3 separate regions of the Gossypium hirsutum genome follow, and all the other regions are linked to region 1. A link is a contact called in public Hi-C data. All regions are on one chromosome and are shown on one strand. The core of a region is the stretch at or near the end of the contact, and the rest is flanking DNA. Distances in the headings are between cores, read along the strand shown. Region 1 holds the start of LOC107896852 (high mobility group B protein 13). Region 2 holds the start of LOC107896858. Region 3 holds the start of LOC107896845 (receptor-like protein kinase FERONIA).

The links. Hi-C and Micro-C count contacts between places; a contact is called where the count stands out from the background.
Region 2: a contact with region 1 is called in a Hi-C map of leaf, with 2.4 times the contacts expected there. The contact joins the promoter of LOC107896858 here to the promoter of LOC107896852 in region 1. A contact is called at or near these places in 8 of 34 Hi-C or Micro-C datasets (leaf and petal).
Region 3: a contact with region 1 is called in a Hi-C map of leaf, with 5 times the contacts expected there. The contact joins the promoter of LOC107896845 here to the promoter of LOC107896852 in region 1. A contact is called at or near these places in 3 of 34 Hi-C or Micro-C datasets (hypocotyl, leaf and petal).

What each region holds. Positions count from the first base shown.
Region 1 is chrA10:88,621,151-88,625,573 of Gossypium_hirsutum_v2.1, reverse strand. It overlaps LOC107896852 (high mobility group B protein 13), which reads right to left and starts at 2,764. Exons shown (of 3, transcript XM_016822147.2): 1 at 2,179-2,764; 2 at 2,008-2,079; 3 at 1,641-1,910. The coding sequence starts at 2,637. The coding sequence ends at 1,800. LOC107896850 (transcription elongation factor TFIIS) reads left to right here. Exons shown (of 2, transcript XM_016822146.2): 2 at 138-1,529. The coding sequence ends at 1,076. It overlaps TRNAI-AAU (transfer RNA isoleucine (anticodon AAU)), which reads left to right and starts at 3,628; the gene lies at 3,628-3,701. It also overlaps the pseudogene LOC107895575.
Region 2 is chrA10:88,770,010-88,774,084 of Gossypium_hirsutum_v2.1, reverse strand. LOC107896858 reads right to left here and starts at 1,883. Exons shown (of 5, transcript XM_016822153.2): 1 at 1,594-1,883; 2 at 130-298. The coding sequence starts at 225.
Region 3 is chrA10:88,476,226-88,480,330 of Gossypium_hirsutum_v2.1, reverse strand. It overlaps LOC107896845 (receptor-like protein kinase FERONIA), which reads left to right and starts at 2,484. Exons shown (of 1, transcript XM_016822137.2): 1 at 2,484-4,105. The coding sequence starts at 3,051.

The DNA.
Region 1 (4,423 bases), core at 1,515-4,014:
TGAAAAACAGGTTGTTTGATAGCTTTACGATCATGGTTTCGATATAACCTTCTTCTCCATGTGGTTACGTATCTTGTTATGTGTATGTCGTTGAATCTGTAAACTTAAGAAAAATTGATCCCCTATATATATTACAGGTTGGGAAAAGGCTTCGATCTCTCTCTAAGCATCCCAGGGAGAAGATTCAAACTGTGGCTTCTGACTTGCTTGAACTATGGAAAAAGGTTGTTATCGAGGAGACTACCAAAGGTAAGAAAAATGGCACCAGTAGTGCCATTAAGTCGGAGAAACTTCCAAAGCCAAGTGCCGTGAAGTCTGAAAAGCTCTCCAATACAGAAAATGTAAAGGCTGAGAAAGTATCTAAAGATAATTCAGTAAAATCTGTCAAAGTTGAGAAGAGGGAAGCAAATGGAGATGTTGCAATGGCCAAGAAGTCAGATCGGGGAGAGATGGGTAAGGTTGAAAAGATTTGTAAGGATGACAGACAATCACCGAATGTAAAGAAATCATCGCAACCACCTGCTGGTCCACCAAAGCTGACATCAATGGTCAAATGTAACGATCTTGTGCGTGACAAATTTAGGGAGATTCTTGTAGAGGCGTTGTCTAAAGTCCCGAGTGAGGTTGATGGGGACATGCTTGATCAAGTGACTGCTTGCGATCCCATCAGAGTTGCTGTGTCTGTAGAATCTGTGATGTTTGAGAAGATGGGTAAATCAAATGGGGCCCAGAAATTTAAGTACAGATCTATAATGTTCAACATTAAGGATCCAAACAACCCAGATTTAAGGAGGAAGGTTCTTCTCGGAGAAGTGAAACCAGAAAGGCTTATTACAATGACCCCAGAGGAAATGGCAAGTGAACAAAGGCAACGTGAAATTAATGAAATTAAAGAAAAAGCTTTATTTGATTGCGAGCGAGGTGTTGCACCAAAGGCAACGACAGATCAATTTAAGTGCGGTCGTTGTGGTCAACGCAAGACCACTTACTATCAAATGCAGACAAGGAGTGCAGATGAACCTATGACAACCTATGTTACGTGTGTCAACTGCAACAACCATTGGAAATTCTGTTAGTGAAATCCAGAGATGTCGTGTTGACCATCTTGGTTGCTTCACTCTGTTTATGAGGAGTTTGTGGTCATTAACTTTAGAATTCATCTTTCATTCATATTTTTCTGCTATTGGGACTTTGATAGGGATAGCTTTGAGGGATGATTGTGCAAAAACCATAACTCAGCTGTTCCACAACTTGTGTGCTTCCATATCTCCCACTCATCTCGAAAAACGAGGCTCAGCTGGTGGAAAGATGAGCTTGGAAGGAATGAGGCATTCATTTCATGTTAAGTTGCTAATGCTTGTTCTTTTTCTTTTATCAAAACAACTCCTGTAGTTTTTATTTGTTTCTAAAGGGTAGGGAGAATGGTAGTTGTAGAATTAGGCCTACTTAATTTCTTATCGTACCAACAACGTTGTAAATGGAGGCTCTTATTTGTGGTTGTTTTTATACCCCAAAGGGATTTGGTATCATTTTCTTCCGCGTTGGCAAGTTGTTTGTTTATGTGGCTTTATTACCAGGAAAGGCTGTGGATTGTGGAGCCCTAACCAAAAGAAAAAAGGCTAAAAAGAACAATCTTTAAGTCAAACTCAAAGAGGAGCGCCTCTGAATTTGAATTCCCATCAATAATATTAGTTTGCATTAGTATTTCCTTTCAAAATGACAAATAAAAAGAAATGATGAAAAGCAAAAAGCAAAACCATACAGCTGAGATAGCTTTGATTTGGTTTGGAAAGACATGATTAATCATTATTATTCTCTCCAACAAACTCAGATGAATCTGATGGAGTTGGGCTCTGCAATGTGTTTTCATCCATGGATTCTTCCTCCCATTCTGCAGCAGCTTTTATATCCTGAAAAAGAAGATTGAAAGAATATCACATTCTGGGTTTCATGTTTATCGTTTACTCTGTTCAATTGCTAGTTTTAATCAAATTCAAAACAACTTACCACTGATTGCACTACATTGTTCTTCCTGCCACCCTGTTGTCTCTCCCTCAGTGACTTTATTGGAGATATCCTCTGTTTCAAAATCAAACCATGAATTTGCAAGGAAAAGAAAAAAAGAGAACTAGTTGTTTTTGTTAATTTCTTTAAGGCTGCCTTGGTTTAACTAGTTACCATGCAATAAGATTTGAGCTCCTTTAATCTGAACAATCTATCAACCTCGATTTCGAGCTGTTTCTGAAATAGACCTCTGTCCTCCATCTCCTTCAGTTGTGAATCCAAGACAGCTTCCCTCTCTTTCAACATCTTCTCCGTCTTCTCCTTATCCAACCTCAACCGCTCCAGCCTCTTCCTCATGGCGCTGAGCTCCTCCGCCAACGACGAATCTAAATCCAACGACGCCTCCACCTTCTTCTTCTTCTTCGTGGGTGTAGCGTAAACGGTCACGGGATGATGGTTCAGGTTCTCCTTGTTTGAATCATTGTCCAGGCGGTGATCTTGCTTGGGCTTTGACTTTACTTGCTTAGTCTTTGAGCCTTCCTTCATCACCACTACGAAATTGACATCGGCGGCAGCTGTGTTCTTTGGCTGGAGAGGCTTACGTACGCTGACATGAATCTCAGGCGTCGCCATTCTTAGAGATTAGGGATTTTGTTTTACCAAAAAATGAAAGCAGCAAATGGGAGTGGTGAGAAAAGGAAAGGGAGAGGAGACAGATATAAAAACAAGGCGGGTTTGAATTTGAATAGAAGCAGGCGCTAACGGCTATTACTTTATTTACATATATAATTAATTGGTATACTTTACAAATGGTATACAAATTATGTCTGGCTAACTTAACTTTAAAAAATTTCAATTTAAGTGATAATATTTGATTTCGTTGTTAAATTGATAATAGAAATTATTTTTTTATTTGGTATAATAACACATTTAACCCTTAATATTTACATATTTTATTTGATCCTAATTCTAAATAATTCAATAAATTTAACCTTTCAAATTTATAAATTCTATTAATTTAATCATCAAACTTCTTAACTAAAGTTTTCAGCTTTTAAAATAGAGATATTCTACGTCTATAAATTTATAAACCCCTTTGCCAAAAAAAAAACAAAATCTCCAATAAAACAAATGATAAGAGACTCTATATTGGTATCAAAGTAACCTAATAAACTGTTTTTTTCTTCTAATTTACAATACTCGAATTTAAAATTTTAAATATTAATTATTTTATCACTTAATTCAATAAGTAAATGGTTGATAAGCAATTTAAGGGACATTTCAAGAAAATAAAGACACCCTTTTATATCTTGTACAATAAAATATACTTTTTTTATTATTTTAGTATTTTTAAAGGGTAAAATAAGTTATTTGAAGGGTGAAATTAGACAGAACTCATGCCTTGATTTGAAATTATTTTCATATTCACCTCTAATTTGAATTTGTTTTTGAAATGATATCTGAATTTTAAATAAATTGCTGCGCAACAATAAAAAACAAAGAGCGCCTAATTAGATGTATTTGTCTGCCTCTGCCCAACAGAGGGAATGGAATAATAATAGGATCTGATAACGACAAGCATTTATTCTATTATATAAATGAATTTGAAAAGTTCAAGCAATTGGCCTATTAGCTCAGCTGGTTAGAGCGTCGTGCTAATAACGCGAAGGTCGCAGGTTCGATTCCTGCATGGGCCAATAATTTTGTTTTTCCCTTTTTTCAGATATCAGAACGTGGATGCACAAATGCATTGAATACCAAATAGCATTAGGCGTTTCCCACGATGCCTGCAACTTAGGAGTAGTTATTTCTAAAGGTCTCAAAAAGAAGAACAAGTAACAACCAACTCATGGATCAAAACACATAGTCATCATATGGATATGGGATTTTTATATTGTACATATATGGACAACCCGATGCAGTTAGTCAAAGACAACAGAAGCTACATTGTCCAGCAGTAGAAAAGTTGTAAGGCTATATTAAGCTTTTTAGCCTGATATTACTGTATCAGCCATAACTTCCAGCACATCCTCAACAAGCAATGCCTAAGTGCTCACCAGGAATCCTCACCAGGAATCGTATCTGATTATGACAGTGAAATTACAGAACTTGAATGAATGATCGAAAGAATCCAACTCAAGAGATTCAACAGCCTCTGATTTAATGTTGAAAGTATAGCCCCGCACCTAGAAACATATGAAATGATATAAAGCACAATGAAATAAGCAGAGAGCTTCTAGTGCATAAAATATGTAGTCCCCCCTTCCCAATGTTTTGATGTCCTGGATATACAACTTTGTATCCTACCTAGCAAACATCAGAAATTAAGCTCTCAGATATATATAATCTAAGATATAAAATAAAGAAAAGAAAAAGCAATTCCCAATAACCATAACAAAGGGGAAATTTTGATATCTGA
Region 2 (4,075 bases), core at 634-3,133, 150 kb before region 1:
AAAGATCAAATGCTGAGAAGGTGTGACAACATTCTACCAGGGTTCTCATGAATTGAACACATAGAGCCTCCTTTGGACATGAAAAAGGTTGGGGAAGATACAAGAGAAAGATTATCGAATGGAGCATACCTGGTACATAATTTCTTCTGCCTCTAGGCACATGGCTTCAAATTTCTGATATACATGACCAACCCAAGTTATTCCTTTTAAATCCATAATGACCATCAATCAACCTTAGCAGAACAGCAGTTGGATTTCTTCCACTGTCTTCTGTTTGCAATTACCTCTAAACACTTATCTGAACATAAGTAGATTTAAATTACTAATCTCTTACAAGAACAGAACCAACATTTTAGGAAGCTCAGTTTAGACACACACGCATATCATAGCCCAACAGGGAAATGCTAAATAACTTAAATTAGTATAATTAGATTTAGTAATTGCATTCAAATGATGCCAACTCTGACAAAAAGGAAAGAGTTAATCGGAGAAGGCCCTTAATCTAATTGCTCACCTAGGTGACCTATTTGAATGAACAAGGCCTTATACTACTACATTTAAAAAAAAAAAATCATTTAACGCCAAGACATACAAAAAATCACTGTCTGAATCTTATATAACTTACATTAGTCTCTTCGGAGGCCACCATGTGGTCTCCTCTCATGCTCAAACAACATCAAAGTTGAGCCAAAATTTATAATTTAAAAGGTAAGCAAAACAGAAAAAATCATGGAATCTTCATTGATACTCAAATTGTCCTAATTTCCGGTCTTCATTCTGCCAAGCCTCTACTAGATGCATAAACTTGTTAAGTTTTAACCAAAAGACACAAAACATGAATCACAGGAAAAGGTAGAAGACTTTTTTTGGTGGAACCAAGGTATCTTTCATGTCTGTTTTATGGTCCATAGAAACTAATCCCACTGTTTTCTAAACCAGACCAGTTAGATTGGGAACTGGCTGGGGTAATGGTCGAAAAAGGGGGTTGGACTCGTTGACCCACAAACCGGTTGTTTTTCCTATTTTTTAATTTTTTATTCAATTGAACCTGATAAACTGGTCAGACCAAGAACCGGTGGTATGACCGGTTCGATCACTGGCCCAGTTCTGAAAACCTTGACTAATTCATGGATGATCAGTGCAATGTGAGTTGGTAAAGTGGGAGACACTTGAGGAACACCCAGGATTCCAATACCAGGAAACATGTATACTATGAAACATCAATTCTATAGATGCAATCAATGGTAAAAATGGCACATATAGTAAAAAAAATTATACATAACAAACCCTAGAAAGATCAACAGAGTTTAGAATCAATAATTTGAAGCGAACAAATTACTGTTTTAAGCACAAAAAGCCCATTAAAGCATTAACAGCTTCAGCTAAAATTACATAATTCGACGCCATACCATACACTAAACTAAAACGAAAGATCATTTTAATCCAAAATGATAATAAGTTTAAGTTAGCAGGCAAGCCAAAGAACATTAAAACCAGAAGCAAGACAAAAAAATAAAATACCCAGGAAAAGAAGCAAACCCAAAAATACAAAACAGAAACCCTTGATGGAAATTAATTAGATAGTGAACATACGTATAGAAGGCGAGAGAGAGTTTTATCTGAAATCCCCCTTCCAGTTTCCTCTTAAAACAATGGATTGAAGGTAGAGAAGATGGAAGAAAGCAGAAGCTAAATGATTGCTGAGCGGGAAAGTTAAATGGATTACGTTGTGTGGTCGGGAATCATAAACACCCAAGCCAATATATTTTGTTTGTTTTATTGTTTAAAGCTTTGGGTTGAAGGAAAATGGAAGAAAGGCAGGGGAAGTGGAGAGAGTTTTGATCACATGTTATTTAGTTATTGGTAGAAGCGTGTCCGTTCCGTCCTCTCAAAACCATAAAACTAAGGTTTACTAATGCCAATTGTGGGCCCATCCCCAAAAATATGTCTCCTTTTTCTTTAATGCTTCATGGTGAGAGTTGAGAGGGACGTATTGTAGACCTCTCCATTTTCGTTCCACCTGTTATAACATTTTTTAATTATTTTAAAATTAGAAATTGACTTTTTTCTCTTAAAAAAAATTCATTTATATGGATGATTTGACTTTTTCCATTTTTTTATTACACCTTCAAAAAGGTTAAATTGCTTCATAACCTTTTCTTATTTACTATTTTATTTTGCTCCCGTCAACACAGAAGTTTATTAGCAATTAGTCCAAAAAGTTTTTTTTACCAAAAATTATTTTTATAAAAAGTCAATTAAAACTGAAAATAAATTTTCTTTTCTTTTCAAAAAATAATTCTTTTTGTTAAATTATTTTTCAAAATTTTATTCTAACTGGAATAAAATAATTTGAAAAAATATATTTTTTAATATAAATAAATCAAATTTATTTTCAGTTGGAATCAAATTTTTTACAAAAAATATTTTCAGTTGGAATCAAATTTTTTACAAAAAATATTTTTTTGTAGAAAAAATTTTTTGGACTAACTGGTAATAGGCTTCTCTATTTTTTGAGTTGAAGGAGAATAAAAGAAAATAGAAAATAAGAAGGGGTTATGAAGCAATTTAACCCTAAAAGCTTTTTTTAGCAATCAATTAAAATGGAAAATTTCCATATTAAGTCCCTAAATATTTTAGGTCATCACATTTCAATCATGTGCCGCCAATTTGTCAAGCGGCACTAGCAGAACACTGTAGCAAACATACTATTTTGGTAAATAATCTCATGGACATACTATTTAAGCTATTAATTATTATTATTTTATATTATTGAAGTAAAAAAGCTAGATTTATATTTTTTTTATAAAATTATTAAAATTTTAATAGTTTTTAAATAATTTGCTATAAAAAATTATAATTTTTTTAAAAAAACTACATCCATGATGAATATAGATAACCTTTGTCCATGTTCAAATGAACATGGACAACCATTTGTCTAGGTTCATCTTAGATATTTTTTAAATAATTATTAAAATATATTTATTTTTGAGATTTTTTTAATTTTTAAATATTTGTTGATGTGATAAAATATGGCACACCAAATATCGTTACCCGGTTGTTTCACTAGTTACGTCATCGCTTAAAAGTAGAAATGCATGGAATTTTTAATAGAATGGCCAAGTTGCTCTTTGATCTAAATTACAAAGACTAATTTGCTCATTTTTTTGAATAGAGGGGGCAAAATGTAATCCGACTCCTCAAACAAGGGCCTCCATGGTACTTTTGTCTAATCCTACTCATCCTTTAGTTTCACTCACTTGCATTAAAAAAACTTTTAAAAAAATTCAAATAATCATTCAATAGCACGTATGGATGGAATTTTTAACTGAATGGTCAATTTAAACTTTTTTTAATTTATAGTGACTAATTTACCAATTTATTGAATAGAAAAGGCAAAATGCAATCCAACTTCTAATATAGAAATTTCCATAATATTTTTACCATATAATTAACTATAATCTATAATATATATGTAGGAATTTAGAGAAACTTTTTAGTCAAAATAAATACCTTTTATTATTCATTATATTACAAAATCTATATTGAAGTGACTCTTTAGATAAAATCATATAAATATTGAATTAGCATTAAATTTCATTTATTATTTTAAATTAATAATTAATATGATAATTAACCTCTTCTTTTTTTTACTTTTATCGTCACGTTCAACAAAAATGATATATTAATCTTACTCGCATAAAGGAAAAGACCTTTCGTAGAAATATTGAATAACATGAATTAAACACTTAATTATAATTAAATAATTTGTATCCTCTTTTATTATTATTATTATTATTATTATTAAACTGGAATTAAATAAAATTTGTTAGATAAAATTATATATATATATATGTTTTAGATTATATATTTACTACTTAATTAATGTTACAGTTATATATCAATCAAAATTAAGATTTAACATTTCATGAAAAAATAGTTTTTAGTATTATTTGATAGGTTTTACTTCCTTTCAAATGATATTTAATGAAAAAAATATTTAACTTTTAATATTATTTAATAACTTTTACTTTTATGAAATATTGAGTCATATTCGAATGACAAAGGTTTCGAG
Region 3 (4,105 bases), core at 1,235-3,734, 140 kb after region 1:
CTTGTTCAAAGCAATATGAACAAGAAGTTCAACAAATAATTAATTTTACAAATCAACAGTTATATTCATTTACTAACCTAAAGAGAATTACAACGTCTCACATACCAACTGAAAATGCTTCAATACGAATTGATGTCCCAATAAGGCAAACTGTTACAAAAGAAAGTAACCCATGCTTAAATTGTGGAAGACCAGTTGGTTCCAAACATAAAAATCCTCGTAAAAGGAAATGAGCAAACATTCAATATGGTCATATAATGGAGGCAGGGGTTCTTGAAGAGACCCATGATATAACTAATTATAAAACTTAAGAAGAGATTCAAGTACCTGAAAGTGAAAATGAAAATTATGAAAATAAATAGATCTCGATAAGTTATGTAAATACGAGAAAAAGATGGAACTAAAAAAATATAGTTGTCGACAACAATTTTGCTTATAATGTTACTATTGAAATAGCAAAAGAAAATGAGAATCCTAAGGTTAAATCATTTGGCGAATGTAAAAATAGAAAAGGTTAGCCAAAATGGAAAGACGCAATTCAAGCATAATTGAATTTTCTAAACATGACGATTTAAATGGACATTTATACGAAAATGAAATGAGAAAAATAAACTCGTAAGATATAAAACACGACTTGTAGCACAAGGATTTTCTTAAAGGCCCAACATTAATTAGTAAGAGACATAACTCGTAAGATATAAAACACGACTTGTAGCACAAGGATTTTCTTAAAGGCCCAACATTAATTAGTAAGAGACATACTCTCATGTGGTTCATGCAATCACATTTAGATATCTTATTAGTTTGATAGTGGAATTTATATAAAAATCACTGAAGGATTTAAAATCTCAAATGGATATAGAGTTCCCCAGAAAAATTTCTCAATAAAAAATGATCTAATTTGTTCATTTGTTTTTATAAAAAGATTTGGATCAGATTTTGTGATCACTTCTGTTTACGTTGATGATATAAATATTATTGGAACTCCTGAAGAGTTTCAAAATGCAGTAAATTGTTTAAAAAAAGAATTTGAGATGAAATATTTTGGAAAAATAATTTTTTGTCTTGGTCTACAAATCAAACATTTAAAAGATGGAATTTGTGTCAATCAATCAACTTACACGAAAAAGATCTTAAAGAAAATTTACATGGATAAAGCAAATCCATTGAGTATCTCGATGGTTGTACGATCATTAGATGTGAATAAAGATCAATTTCGTCCTTGCGAGAATGATACGAAGTTTCTTAGTCCTGAAATACCATATCTAAGTGCCATAGGGCATTGGCGTATCTTGCAAATAACATAAGACTTGATATAGCTTTCATTGTAAACTTATTAGCAATATTTAGTTCTTCTCCAACACATAGACATTGGTATGGAATTAAACATGTATTCGGATATCTTAGAAGACCAATTGATATGAGATTATTTTATTCAAATAATTCAAAATTCTTGTTAGTTGGCTATGTTGATGTTGGATATTTATTGGATCCACATAAAGGTCGATCTCAAATAAGATATTTATTTACATGTGGAAGTATTGTCATATCATTGTGTTCAATAAGGAAGACATTAACTGATGTCTCTTCAAATCATACAAAAATAATTGCAATGCATGAGACAAACCAAGAATGTGTTTGACTAAGGTTATTGACCCAACATATTTAGAAGATATGCAATATGTCTTTACAAGAAAAGATGTCAACTATCTTATACCAAGATAATACAACATGTATAGCTCAATTAAAGGGTGGTTACATCAAAGACATTGCCAATCACAAACGTTTGAAAGACTAGTATACAAGATTGAATGTGTAGACTCAAATATGTAATGTTATGTTGGCATTAGGGGGAGTCTAAAATACTGTTGTACTTTTTTCCTTTAACTAAGGTTTTGTCCCACTAGGTTTTCTTGGTAAAGGTTTTTAATGAGATAGCTTGTAATAGGAGATTGTGCACCATTTTTCATTCATTAGGTTTTTATCCTATAGGGCTTTTCCTAATAAGATTTTAATGAGACACATTTTATTGATGGACATCCAGGGGAGTGTTGTAAATCCAATGATAAATGGATGTCCATACCCCCAAAATTATCCTATTGTAACCCCTAAAAAATGAATGTCCAGAATCCCTAAATTTATTATTTTATAACCCCTAAATCATTTATAGAGTAGCTTAATATAGGTCTTTAATATTAGATGCTAATGTGAAAGTTGAATCATTCTTTTTTTTTTCTTACCTCTTGTTGATTTTATATTTCTTTTAAATTTTATAATAAAATTTTAATAATAATAATTTTTTGAAAGGAAATTTCGGTAATACTATTATTAATGATAATCTTACAAAGTACATGAGAAAAATTAAATATAACCCATGAATAATGTCTCACCAAAAAAATAATGCATTAATTGCAATGAAAATGCAAATGGATCACAGCTGAGGTGCATGATCTATGCAAATACAAGCAAGTTGGCAACGGAAAGGGAAAAACTGTAGAAAAGAGCGCCTTACAAAAAAAACTCAATCAATCGATGTATCTGATCTTATCTCACTGTCATCCGATCTTCAAACCCTCATCTGTAATATTAAAACGCGTTCAAGGCTGTTCTTGTCCTTTCCACATGTGTTTTCATCACCTCCGCTAGCTGCCTAGCTGTAGGTTGTAGCACTACGAACTTCCCATTTCAGATACACACCATAACTCAAATGTTGGTTCACTCACCTACTATCTTTCTTTCTCCAATTATTAAACAAAATATGACCTAATATCTCGCCCTTACCATCTTCTCCCATTTCACTCACTCAGTTTCTTTCTTTCTTCGGCTTCCAAAAAAGGTAAAATGGCTTGAAACTCTCTTCATTTACACGGTATTTCACGACCAACTTTTTTTTGGGCGGGTTTGCCTTTTTGAGGTAGCTAGCTTGTCCCTTGGATCTCAAATCTTTACGCTCTTTTAGCTAAGGAATTCTGGGCTTGCATTCATTTTTTCATTGCTGCTCAAATATTAAGTCTTTTCTTTTTCTGTCTCGGATCCCGCATTATGAACTCATGAGGAACTCAGCTGATCCCTCCTTTCCGATGTCTGTTATAACTTTTGTGTCCTTGCTGTTGCTGTTGTTTCAACTTGTCTTAGCTGCTGATTATGTACCAACTGAGAAAATCCTCCTAAATTGCGGCGAAAAATCAGAGCTTTCCGACAACGATAATCGGAAATGGACCCCGGATTTTGGGTCCAAGTTTCTAGTCGGAACTGGGAATTCCGTCATTTCCCGAGCTGCCACGCAAGATCCCGCGGTCCCCGAAGTTCCTTACTTGACCGCCCGGGTTTTCCGCTCTAACTTTACCTATAGTTTCCCGGTCGTAGCTGGTCGGAAATTTGTTAGGTTGTATTTCTATGCTAATTCATATGATGGCCGGAATTCGAGCAATGCTTTGTTTTCCGTCACATCTGGTTCTTATACTCTTCTTAAGAATTTCAGTGCTGCTCAAACAAGTGAAGCTAAGAATTATGCCTTTATTGTTAAGGAGTATTCCATCAATGTAGATGGTGACCGCTTGAACTTGACATTTAGTCTCGGTTCGACCCCTTCCAATGCGTATGCGTTTGTCAATGGGATTGAGGTTTTGTCAATGCCTGATATTTATAGTAATACCGATGGGATAACGATTGTGGGGCAGAACTCACAGTTCACCATCGATAACAGCACAACTCTCGAGAATATTTACCGGCTGAATGTGGGTGGAAACGATATCTCGCCTTCTGGTGATACAGGTCTGTTTAGGTCTTGGTATGATGACCAGCCCTACCTTTTTGGGGCTGCACATGGAGTTTCAGGGGCTGCGGATCCGAACGTGACAATCGATTATGGTACCATGCCGAGGTATATTGCACCACAAGATGTGTACACCACTGCTAGATCCATGGGGCCAAATGCTCAAGTGAACTATAATTATAATTTAACCTGGTTGTTCAGTGTTGACTCTGGATTCTCTTACTTGGTTAGGCTACATTTCTGTGAGTTTACGGATAACATTACTAAGGTTAATCAGAGAGTGTTTGATGTCTTCCTTAACAATCAAACTGCCGAGCAAGGCGTTGATGT